Regions from separate parts of the Mus musculus genome. Here region 1 is linked to region 2. The links are chromatin contacts, called in public HiChIP or PLAC-seq maps. All regions are on one chromosome and are shown on one strand. The core of a region is the stretch at or near the end of the contact, and the rest is flanking DNA. Distances in the headings are between cores, read along the strand shown. Region 1 has its middle 80 kb from the start of Gm33502. Region 2 holds the start of Fam43a (family with sequence similarity 43, member A).

Region 1 (5,279 bases), core at 1,980-4,479, 110 kb before region 2:
TCCCACAAATGGTATTATTTTACAGCATGGATTGATCAACTTGCAAGTCGACTAATTGGTTGTCGTTTATTTCTGAGTATCCATAAGCAATTCAAACAAATGGCTTCAAAGGACCAGAATACATATATACATACATATACACACACATACATATATATATGTATGTATATATATGTATATATGTATATATACACACGCACACATATATACACACATATACACACACATATATACATATATATATACACCCATATATACATGCATATATATACACACATATACACACACATAGATACACACACATACACACACACACATATATATACACACACATATATACACACACATATATATATACATATATATATACACACACACACACATATATATATACACACACACATATATATATATATATACACACACATACACACATATACACACACACATATATCAGTATATCTCTCAGACACACATATATCAGTATATCTCACTATATATATATCTATCCTCCATCAGACCTCCCTCTCCCCTACACCTTTGGCAAACTTTTGTCTATTTATAGCTTTTAAAGACCATTTTACTTTATGCATAGTTTTGTTTATATTTAGTTGTCTCTAAGTAGTAAATAATTTAGTAACCAATAATTTCTCAAGTCTTAATTTTATTTACTATCCTATACCTGTAAGAGATGGGGGAGATAGTTCAGAGGGTAAGAGGGATGAGGTTTTTAAATTACAAATACTCTTTGCACATAAACACAGTCTATCTGTTACATAGTATTTGTATATACTAAATTTAGTGGTATGTCGCTATAGCTCACTCACCTTTACTGTCACAATTTATGTATCTAATTTCATGTTGTCTTGGGGTTGCCATTGCTATGATGAAACACCATGACCAAAACAAGTTAGGGAGGAAAAGATTTATTTGGCTTACGATTCCACGTCACGGTTCCTCATCAAAGGAACCCAGGGCAGAAACTTAAACAGGGCAGGAACCTGGAGGCCATGGAGGTGACCATGAGCAAGGTTACTGGCTTGCTCAGCCTGCTTTCTTACAGAAGCCAGAACCACCAGCCCAGGGGTGGCCCCACCCACCATGGAATGAGCTCTCCTGCAGCAATCACTAATTAAGAAAATGCCCCATAGGCTTGCCTTCTGGAGGCGTTTTTTTGTTTTTCTGGGGGTTTTTTGTTTTGTTTTGTTTTGGGGGGGTTGTTTGTTGTTTTGTTTTGTTTTCCTCAGAGGAGGTTTCCTTCTCTCTGATGACTCTAGCCTATGTCAGGCTGAGATAAAACAAGTCAGGATACAGGTCAAAGGGCATGGTTGTTTCTGCCCCTCCCCACCCCCTTCCTTTAATAGGAGGAATGCTGCTGTTACTTGGCTGTATAAAAACAGCATTTTTCTCATGTGTATGACTAGTGGTGAAATTGCCGGGTCACTGAATGCATTGCAATTTTGTAAGATAATTGCTAAATTACTTGTCAAAATAATTATACCAATTTGTACCTCAGTGAGGACAATACAGAAGATCCAGTTAATGAAAATATTCTCCCGCCCACGTCTTCTCGGACTTTGCCTTTCCTGTCATCAGTGCATGCACACAGCAGTGAGAATAAATTGCTAAACTATTTTAATGTAGAAATACCTACTAAAATTTTTAAATGGAACTGCTTTTTAATTCAGGAGAATTACATTGTAAAAAATATTTTAATCATATTTATCTATTTATGTGTATGTGTGTGCTCACACACATGTGCCAAGGTGTGTAGAGGAAGTCAGAGGACAATTTGCAGGAAATCAGTTGTCTTTTTCCACCGTGTGGGACCTGGGGATAGAAGTTGGGTTGCTGGGTTTGGCACAAGCTCCTTTACCCACCGAGCCATCTCACTGGCCCCCAAGGCATTGTTTTTGAGCATCTGTGTTCTGCTAAAAATAAATGTTAAAGTAAGTACAGAGGAGTGAACTTTTTTTTTTTTTTTAGGATTTTTAGTGTTTATTTCTCCTTTTTTTTTCCTCTTTTCTTTCTTCTTTTTTATTAGATATTTTCTTTATATACATTTCAAATGCTATCCCAAAAGTTCCCCCATACCCTCTGTCTTAGTCAGGGTTTCTATTCCTACACAAACATCATGACCAAGAAGCAAGTTGGGGAGGAAAGGGTTTATTCAGCTTACATTTCCACATTGCTGTTCATCACCAAAGGAAGTCAGGACTGGAACTCAAGCAGGTCAGGAAGCAGGAGCTGATGCAGAGGCCATGGAGGGATGTTCTTTACTGGCTTGCCTCACCTGGCTTGCTCAGCCTGCTCTCTTATAGAACCCAAGACTACCAGCCCAGAGATGGTCCCACCCACAAGGGGCCTTTCCCCCTTGATCACTAATTGAGAAAATGCCTTACAGTTGGATCTCATGGAGGCATTTCCTCAACTGAAGCTCCTTTCTCTGTGATAACTCCAGCTGTGTCAAGTTGACACAAAACTAGCCAGTACACCCTCCCTCTGCCCTGCTCCCCTACCCACCCACTCCCACTTCTTGGCCCTGGCATTCCCCTGTACTGTGGCATATAAAGTTTGCAATACCAATGGGCCTCTCTTTGCAGTGATGGCCGACTAGGCCATCTTTTGATGCATATGCAGCTAGAGTCAAGAGCTCCGGGGTACTGGTTAGTTCATATTGATGTTCCACCTATAGGGTTGCAGACCCCTTCAGCTCCTTAGGTGCTTTCTCTAGCTTCTCCATTGGGAGCCCTGTGTTCCATCTTATAGATGACTGTGAGCATCCACTTCTGTATTTGCCAGGCACTGGCATAGCCTCATACGAGACAGCTATAACAGGGTCCCTTCAGCAAAATCTTTCTGGCATATGCAATAGTGTCTGCGTTTGGTGGCTGATTATAGGATGAATCCCCTGGTGGGGCACAGGAGTGAATATTAAGAACAGCTACTGTGTCTCCTTTTCTTTCATATTAATAAAAGTTTGAAATAATTGAAATATCCATCAGTGAGAAACTGGTTGGCTAAATTATGGGAGCTCTGTATGCAGATTAAAATACAGTTGTGAGCAACACCGTTGAGGTAGACAGAGGCGCTTGCAGAATGGTGTGAAGTGAGTGTGGGTGTGGGGTGGCCACCCTTGAGCTTTTAGAGAGCGAGGGGGGCGCTACAGATGCACTTACTTGTTTGTGAAGACAAAAGGAACAGGCCTCAGGCACACACTCTGAGGAGCTCAGGAGTGTGGAACTGGAGAGAGGGGCAGGGAGCAGAAGGTGACCTTGCCAAGGCTGTAACTCCAGTCCCTGCAGCAGCCTTTTCCAGGCCTTCAGTCTGCTCTTCTGCCGCCACCACCTCTCTGCCTCCCATGGTTCAGTCTTCATATCCCCAACACAATAAGATCCAAACCCCTATCCTGCCATTTAATACTGCCGGGAGCTGGAGCAGCCAACATCTCTACCAAGCTCCGTGCGTAGAAAGTGTAGCCAGTTACATTCGATCCTCCTCCTTGCCCGGCTACTCTGCCGCCCGCCCTCCCTCTGCCTGAAACCCTGTTTGTTCTTCAGAACCTGGCCAAAGGCCTGAAGCTACTGTGGTTCTTCTGAGAAACAGGAGCTAAATGCTTGGACTGTGCAGAACAGATGCAGGGGCCTCAGCAGGTAGCGCCGTCGCAGCTTTCCCTCGAGGGGCGCAGCCTACAAATAACCCTGACCCAATTCGGTCTGGGACTCAAAATTCCAGGAGGGAGACCTCCAAACACCTTGCTCCTTGTTTTGCTCAGGAGATGTTATTTTTAAAACAAGTCTCATCTTTCCCAGTTCTGTATCAGCTAAGAAAAGACAAAGGAATAAGACAAACGGAGATAAAGATCTGTGGATCGGGGGATACACCTTTCTCTGCGGAACTTTTAAAGTAGAGACCTGATGGCTGGGCCAAGGGCACAAGATTCCTGGAGATCGGCCGTGGGGCCTCCAGTAGACAACCCACCCAACAGGAAATGAGAAGAACCACAAGGCCCAACCACTGTTTACTTTCCAATAACCAGGTGAACTTGCTCCTCCGTCCCTGGAGAGAGAAGCCAGAGGTGTCACTCTTCTCTACATGGGAGGATGTATGACCTTGCTCAGAAGGTTGGGCCCTGTCCCGAGAGGAGGGGGGGATCCTGTTGGGCAAGTTGGACGTCCACACCCCTGCAGATCTCCCTCCAGGGTACAGGTGTCCCCAGAAAGGCCACCAGTGTCAGCTTTACTGTTCAACCTGAGCCTGTGCCTTGCTCTACAGAACACCTCAACACTCTCTCATGTCCCTATCTGAGTGGGCAGGTAGACAGGACAATGATATAGACACAGGGCCCAGTAGACAAGAGTAAATGACCCAAGGTGACAGAGATGGCACAGTCATGACTCCCAGGGGCTACCTCTGAGCTCTTCCTTCCAACCCCTTCCTCCTGACCTGGAAGAGGCAGGCAGGAGTGAAGAAGAAAGAGTCTCTTGTGGGAGACTGAGTTCAGCTTCTTTGAGGTGAGAGGCTAGCCCTCAACCTGTGTCCCTAACCCTGAGTCCTTGTGGCCTATGCCTGTATCCCAGGCAGTGCCCCAGGATCCCGACTCTGTACTGCAAGGACAGGAGAGAGCAGCAGCTTGACCCACTATCTAGGGGCCTATACTAAGAGGAAAGTCATAGATACAGCCTTTTCCCCAGGTCTCTGAAAATGCCGCTGTAGTCATCTGAGCTCAAAGAGGGTTTCTGCTCCTCTAAAGGCAGGTGTCTTGACATAGGAGGCTGCCATCCAGAGCGCTGATTTTGTAGACCGAAAGACTTGGATTATAGGAGTTGCTGATTGGAGGGGAAAAGAAGCAGTAAAGCTGGGATGAGCACATAGAACAACATCAGGAAGGCGAGGAGGAAGCTGTGGGTGAGTTTTAAAGGCAGTTCCAACCCAAGGCTCTAGAGCAGTGGCTCTCAACCTTCCTGATACTGCGACCCTTTAATACAGTTCCTCACGCTATAGTAGCCCCCAACCGTAAAATTATTCTCAATGTTACTTCATAACTGTAGTTTTGCTGCTGTTATGAATCATAATGTAAATATCTGTGTTTTCCTGACAGTCTTAGGCTACCCTTGCTGCAAAGGTCTTGGGATACCCGCAAAGAGGTTACGGCCCAGAGATCGAGCCCTGCTGATGTCAAGTTTCCCTCCAGCGTTTTCATTTATTGATGGAGAACTTGGACAATTTGTTACCCGTTACTGACGAAGTCAGAGTGTACTCGTCTGTCAGCGTATTTT
Region 2 (4,985 bases), core at 1,858-4,357:
ATCATCTGGGGTAGCATTTCCAGAGGCTCTCGCCTGTTCTGACAGCTTTTCCTCTTTATTCTCACCCCGCTGCTGACATGCCAACAGAACTGAAACAAGGCTGCTCAAAAAAATAACAAAATGTTTTATACACATTTCCATATATACAACCGTACAACATTTTACAGGTATCTTTTGCACAGCAAAAGAGATATAAACATTCAGCTCCGAGAACACAGTTATGTACAAAAAACAAAAAGTCAAAAATACTTCACAACAGTGCAAAAATATTTTACATAGCATCATGGAGTAGGAGCTTTGGGGCCAGAGGAAGGTGTGTATTTCTAAAGGAAAATTCCTTTTTTGTTTTTTAGATATTAGGTTTCTTTAACTGTAAACAAAACACGACTTTCATACACTGCCCCCCCCCCCAAGAAGAGTTATTTGAGAAATTTGGCAAACTTTCAAGAGTTTGAGTCTGAGGTAAACAGCCCAAGCTCCCCTATCCGAAAGAACTGGGGGCAGGTAAAGTGGCATTGAAGCCTCCAACGTTTTGAAAGTGACTTTGTTAATGAGATATTGATGACAGAAAGAGGCCTTCCAGTCAGGGGGTCTGGAGAGGAAGTTAACCCCTCCTTCCCTAGCCCCAGCTGCCTCACAAACAGGAAACCGGCTGCTGGGCACCTCCAGCCCGCCCTTGGCCTTTTCCAACTTCAGCCAGCTCTCCCTCACCCACCTTTGTAGTGCTTCTCGCCCTCCCTGCCCCCCATCCCCCTGTTCACAACCTGAGCCACCTCTGAGCCAAAGCGCTGGGGCAACTAGCAAGAGGGAATAGCTTCCCCAGAAAACTCCAAAGTCGGGTCTGGGCTTCAAGTGCATCATTTTCCCTTTCCTGGAGGTTAGGGGGAATAGAACTACTGTTGGGGAGCCACTATGTGTATGTTGGGAGGGGCGCACAGAGAAGTCTTCTGGCAGCTTAGCCCGAGTAGGGCTCATCTAGGCTGGTGCTGTCAGCAGGGCCCGATGGGTTGCCAGGGCTGACAGGGGTGGCATCCAGGCCTCCGCCCTCGATGGAGCTCTCGCTGCCTGTGCTCTCGCCCGACAGCAGGCGTGTCACCCTTAAATCGGTCTCCAGGGTGCTCACGTCATTGCCAAAGCTAAGGTCGCCCAGGTCACTAATAAGCTGTGACAGTTGGGCCTTCATGTCTGAGGCACAGACTGACAGAGGAAGTGATGTCCCCGAGCTGGGGCCCAGCGAGACCCCGCCGTCCCCCAACGCCTCCTCGTGGCCATTTTCCAGCGGGTCCAGCAAGTCCTCACATTCCAACTGCATGGCCACCACCAGCGCCCTCTGCGCCTCAGCCTCTTCCTCTGCTGGATCCCCATCCCCCACACCGTCCTCTTCTTCCTCCTCCTCCAGGCAGTCCTCCAGATGCTCCTCTTCTTCCTCCTGCAGCTCCTCCTCTTGCTGTTCCCCAAGCAGGTCCTCGGTGATGGAGCCCAGCTTGGGAGCGCTGCGGCTGCGCTCCACTGGCGGCTTGTAGCAGCAAGGTCCGTGCAAGAGCAGCTTGCGCAGCGGCACTAGTGGGATGGTGTGTGCGCCCACCAACTCCTGCTGCTGGTGACGCGCATCATCCCGCCGCTTGAGACGTTTAAACTCTGCCAGAGCGTTGGCTGATGTCTGGTAAAGCAGCAGAGCCATGGCCTGAGCCTTCTCCGGCTTGGACACCAGCACCGCGTGGCAGCGTAGCATTACCGCCTTGTGCTTCAGCTCATGCCGGTATACCCAGGCGAAGACTTTGGGTAGCCGCGCGTCTGCCACACAGTAGGTGACGCGGTGCAGCAGGTAGAGGTGGCCGGGACGTCGCAGCGCTCGCTCCTCGGCATGCACCATGCGGATGCCTTGCGCACTCACGGTCAGCTTCATCTTAGTCCCTTGACGGCCGGCCTCACTCTTGCTCCAGATCTTGCCCACCGCTAGGTCAGTGCAACCGTCCCCGCGCGCCTGGATGGTGGTGGCATTCCCCAGGTAGAGCACAGTGTAAGTGGGGTCCTCGCTGGTGATGTGCAGCTTCTTGCGCTTGGAGCGGAACATGCTGCCCACCCGGCTGAGCGCGCCTTCCGGGCAGGCTCTCGCCAAGGAGCTGAGCGCGGAGTAGTGCAGGCTCACAGCGTAGCCCTTAGGCTTGGACGCCTGCCGCGGCGGCGCCTCGGCCAGCAGCTCGAACTTGTGCTTCTTCCACGGCAGCATCTCCGGAGGACGCCCGGGAGTGGCTGGGGCGGCGGTGGCCGAGCGCGGGGTGAGAGCCCCGCAGGGCCACCAACCCAGGCTACGCTTGGCCCGGGCAAGCTCGAAAAATAAAACTCAGGCTGGGAGGACCTCCGGGGCAGGGAGATGGAGGCAGGAGAGGCCAGATAGTGCTTGGGAACCCCGCAGGGACTGGGGTAGGATATTAGAAAAAAATATTCAGGAAAGAGAGAGAGAGAGAGAGAGAGAGAGAGAGAGAGAGAGAGAAGCCTAGATGAGGAGGACCAGGACAAAAGTCTCAAACAAGCAACAAAATAAGAGAGCGGAGCGGAAAATATTTTAGAAAAAGGCCAAATGAGTGCGTACAAATAAATAAAGGTGGGCGGCTCGGCCAAAGCAACCGGGATGGTGAGAGAAATAAGCTGGAACTCTTCTTCAGCGAACGTGACACACACACAAGTCTTGGGCCAGGGCCAGGAGCCGCGGAAACTACAGCAGTGCGCCCAGGGGCCGGTGCTCCCCACCCCCAGTGGGTGCAGAAGAGGGCGAGCCCCTTGGCTGGACTGGTCCCTGAATAAGCAGCTTGCCCCAAGTGTGGTCCGAGAGGTCTGGCTGGCCGCGGCGGGCCAAGCACAGCGGTCCCGCAGCTCACTGCATCCTCGCTCCGAGGGGACGCCGGAGACTCGCGCTCGGCCGTCTCGGCCAAGGTAGCGCGGGGTTCGGAGGGCAGGACGCGCACATCGTCCGCTCCGGGGACTGCCGCTACCTCATTGCTTCCCTCCGGGGGTGTCCGGCTCCGCTTCGGGGTTCTCGGCGATCTGCAGCGCGCCCTCTGTGGTCGTGCGCGCGGTAGCCGACTTGCTCGCTTCACATCATTGCCGTCCGGGAGGAAGATCTCGGGTTAATATAGGCCGGCACGAACCATTCACCGCGCGGACAGGGGAGGAGCACAGGAGAGGATCCCTTTAGGGCTGCGACGCCGGACGCAGTTCTGGTCTCTTAAAGGGACCAGGTTGCAGGCACTGGTCGAGAGAAGGGAAGACTAGTCCACTTAGGCAACCACGTTCCAAATTTACCAGCATCTCTTTTAGCTATAGAAACCAAAAGACCTGGAGTTACCCGATAGATAGCAAGAGGAACTTAAACTTTGACACTCCACCCTAGGCTAAATTGCAACTCGCTGAATAAGTCTACGTCTAGATCGAAACTTCTGGAGGAGGCGGTGGAAGTTGAGCTTGTAGGCTCTGGGGAAAATTGCGTAGTATTTTGTCGTTGTGGTGACTGTTGTTGTGTTCCTTCTGTGACAACTTCAAGAGAATTTGCAGGTTCTGTTTACTATTATTCTTTAATAATCATCTATTAAGGAAAATAAAGAGCCAGGCGGTGGTGGCGCACACCTTTAATCCCAGCACTTGGGAGGCAGAGGCAGGCGGATTTCTGAGTTCGAGACCAGCCTGGTCTACAGAGTGAGTTCCAGGAGAGCCAGGGCTACACAGAGAAACTGGGGGGGGGGGGGGGGGGAATCAGGAGGGGGGGGCAAACTATAAGAGAATCAATTTTTTGCCTGTTACTCTTCTCCTGGTGCCATTTATCCGCCGGTGAGCAGCAAGCAGGTAGTGGAAAGTTCGTGGTTAAGATGACTGCCATGAACAATATTGAACACAGTAGTGAATGGTCCCTAAGTTACTTGCTTCCAGTTTCCACCCCCGACCCAAACTGCCACAGACCCTCAGAGTAAGGCACTTTTTCGAGACATATGAAGTTTCTAAGTAAGGCTGTGCTGCTGTTTGTAGAGCCATCACTGATGCAATTTGGGTGACAATGCTTAGTAAAAACTCAGATGATACTTTTCATACTCTTTTTTCACGAGCTAACTGGACAACGTGGGGTTTGTTTGTTCCCCTTTATTTTCCCTCCCCTGAGACAGGATCTGGTTACCTCGATCAGGCTCTACGCACATTTGGATCCTCTTGTCTCCGTCTCCACATTGTGGCATGCACCACCATGTCTAGCTCTAGACAAGATACCCTCACTCGCCGGCTTGCCCCTCTGAACCCTCCACAACCTTCTGGACACCCAGGGGCCAACCAGTAAAAGCTAAACGACTTCTATTTGATGAATGAGACATCCGAGCAAACATATATATATATATATATATATATATATATATATATATATATTTTTTTTTTTTTTTTTTTTGCTGGGTTAACTTCAGCCAGAAAAGCCCAAAGTCCTATGAGAATCTGGGAAAAGAGAAAAGAGAGTTCCCAGTGACTAAGAAAATTAAAGAGGATCCAGGGAGCAAGCGATGTTTGAAAGATGATTTCCCCAAGTGGGAGGGGGATTGGAGGGCTCTCTGAGAGCAGAGGATGATGCAATGCCAAGATTAAAATGCAGACACTTGTATGAGATTCGACAGAGTCAGTGATAACAATAAAGAAATGTTTCCCCATCAAAGAAATGTCCTATAATGGATTTAAAACCCTCTCTCTCTGTAGGAAGAAATGGCCTTTTCCTGACTGGCCGTTAACGAGGGTCCTAGTGCCCAACTTGCCAGCTGTGTGGGTGGGCTAAGGCGGGGGGGGGGGGGGGAATACCAGACACCAGGATGGAACAAACCAGAATTATAATAATCCATCATGCCAACATTGATGTTTCTTTTCTGCCAAAGGGACTGCAATATTGTGCGTATTTGTGTGTGCACACAATAGAAATTATTGTTCAATGCCAATAATGACAACTTGCAAATTCGAAAGAA

The links. HiChIP or PLAC-seq counts read pairs in DNA pulled down with a chosen protein or histone mark.
Region 1: an H3K27ac HiChIP or PLAC-seq map of embryonic stem cells shows a contact between it and region 2, with 9 read pairs. The contact joins the enhancer-like site here to the promoter of Fam43a in region 2. A contact is called at or near these places in 17 of 39 promoter capture datasets (the 3T3-L1 cell line, 3T3-L1-derived adipocytes, cranial neural crest and 10 more), 1 of 15 datasets of contacts at CTCF or cohesin (large pre-B cells), 18 of 484 Hi-C or Micro-C datasets (the 3T3-L1 cell line, 3T3-L1-derived adipocytes, the Patski cell line and 7 more), 15 of 115 datasets of contacts at active chromatin or transcription factors (CD8 T cells, the NIH/3T3 cell line, the SCID.adh cell line and 8 more) and 3 of 9 other capture datasets (adipose tissue, embryonic stem cells and pancreatic islet).

Annotation. Positions count from the first base shown.
Region 1 is chr16:30,710,736-30,716,014 of GRCm38.p6, reverse strand. No RefSeq gene overlaps it. Among named protein-coding and RNA genes, the nearest start is that of Gm33502, 80 kb to the left of the region's middle. Within about 2 kb of position 3,229, at least 2 of the 459 cell types and tissues checked have an H3K27ac peak or open chromatin away from gene starts, as enhancers often do. A contact at or near this core is called in embryonic stem cells, where this site is marked.
Region 2 is chr16:30,597,845-30,602,829 of GRCm38.p6, reverse strand. It overlaps Fam43a (family with sequence similarity 43, member A), which reads right to left and starts at 3,107. Exons shown (of 1, transcript NM_177632.3): 1 at 33-3,107. The coding sequence starts at 2,230. The coding sequence ends at 956.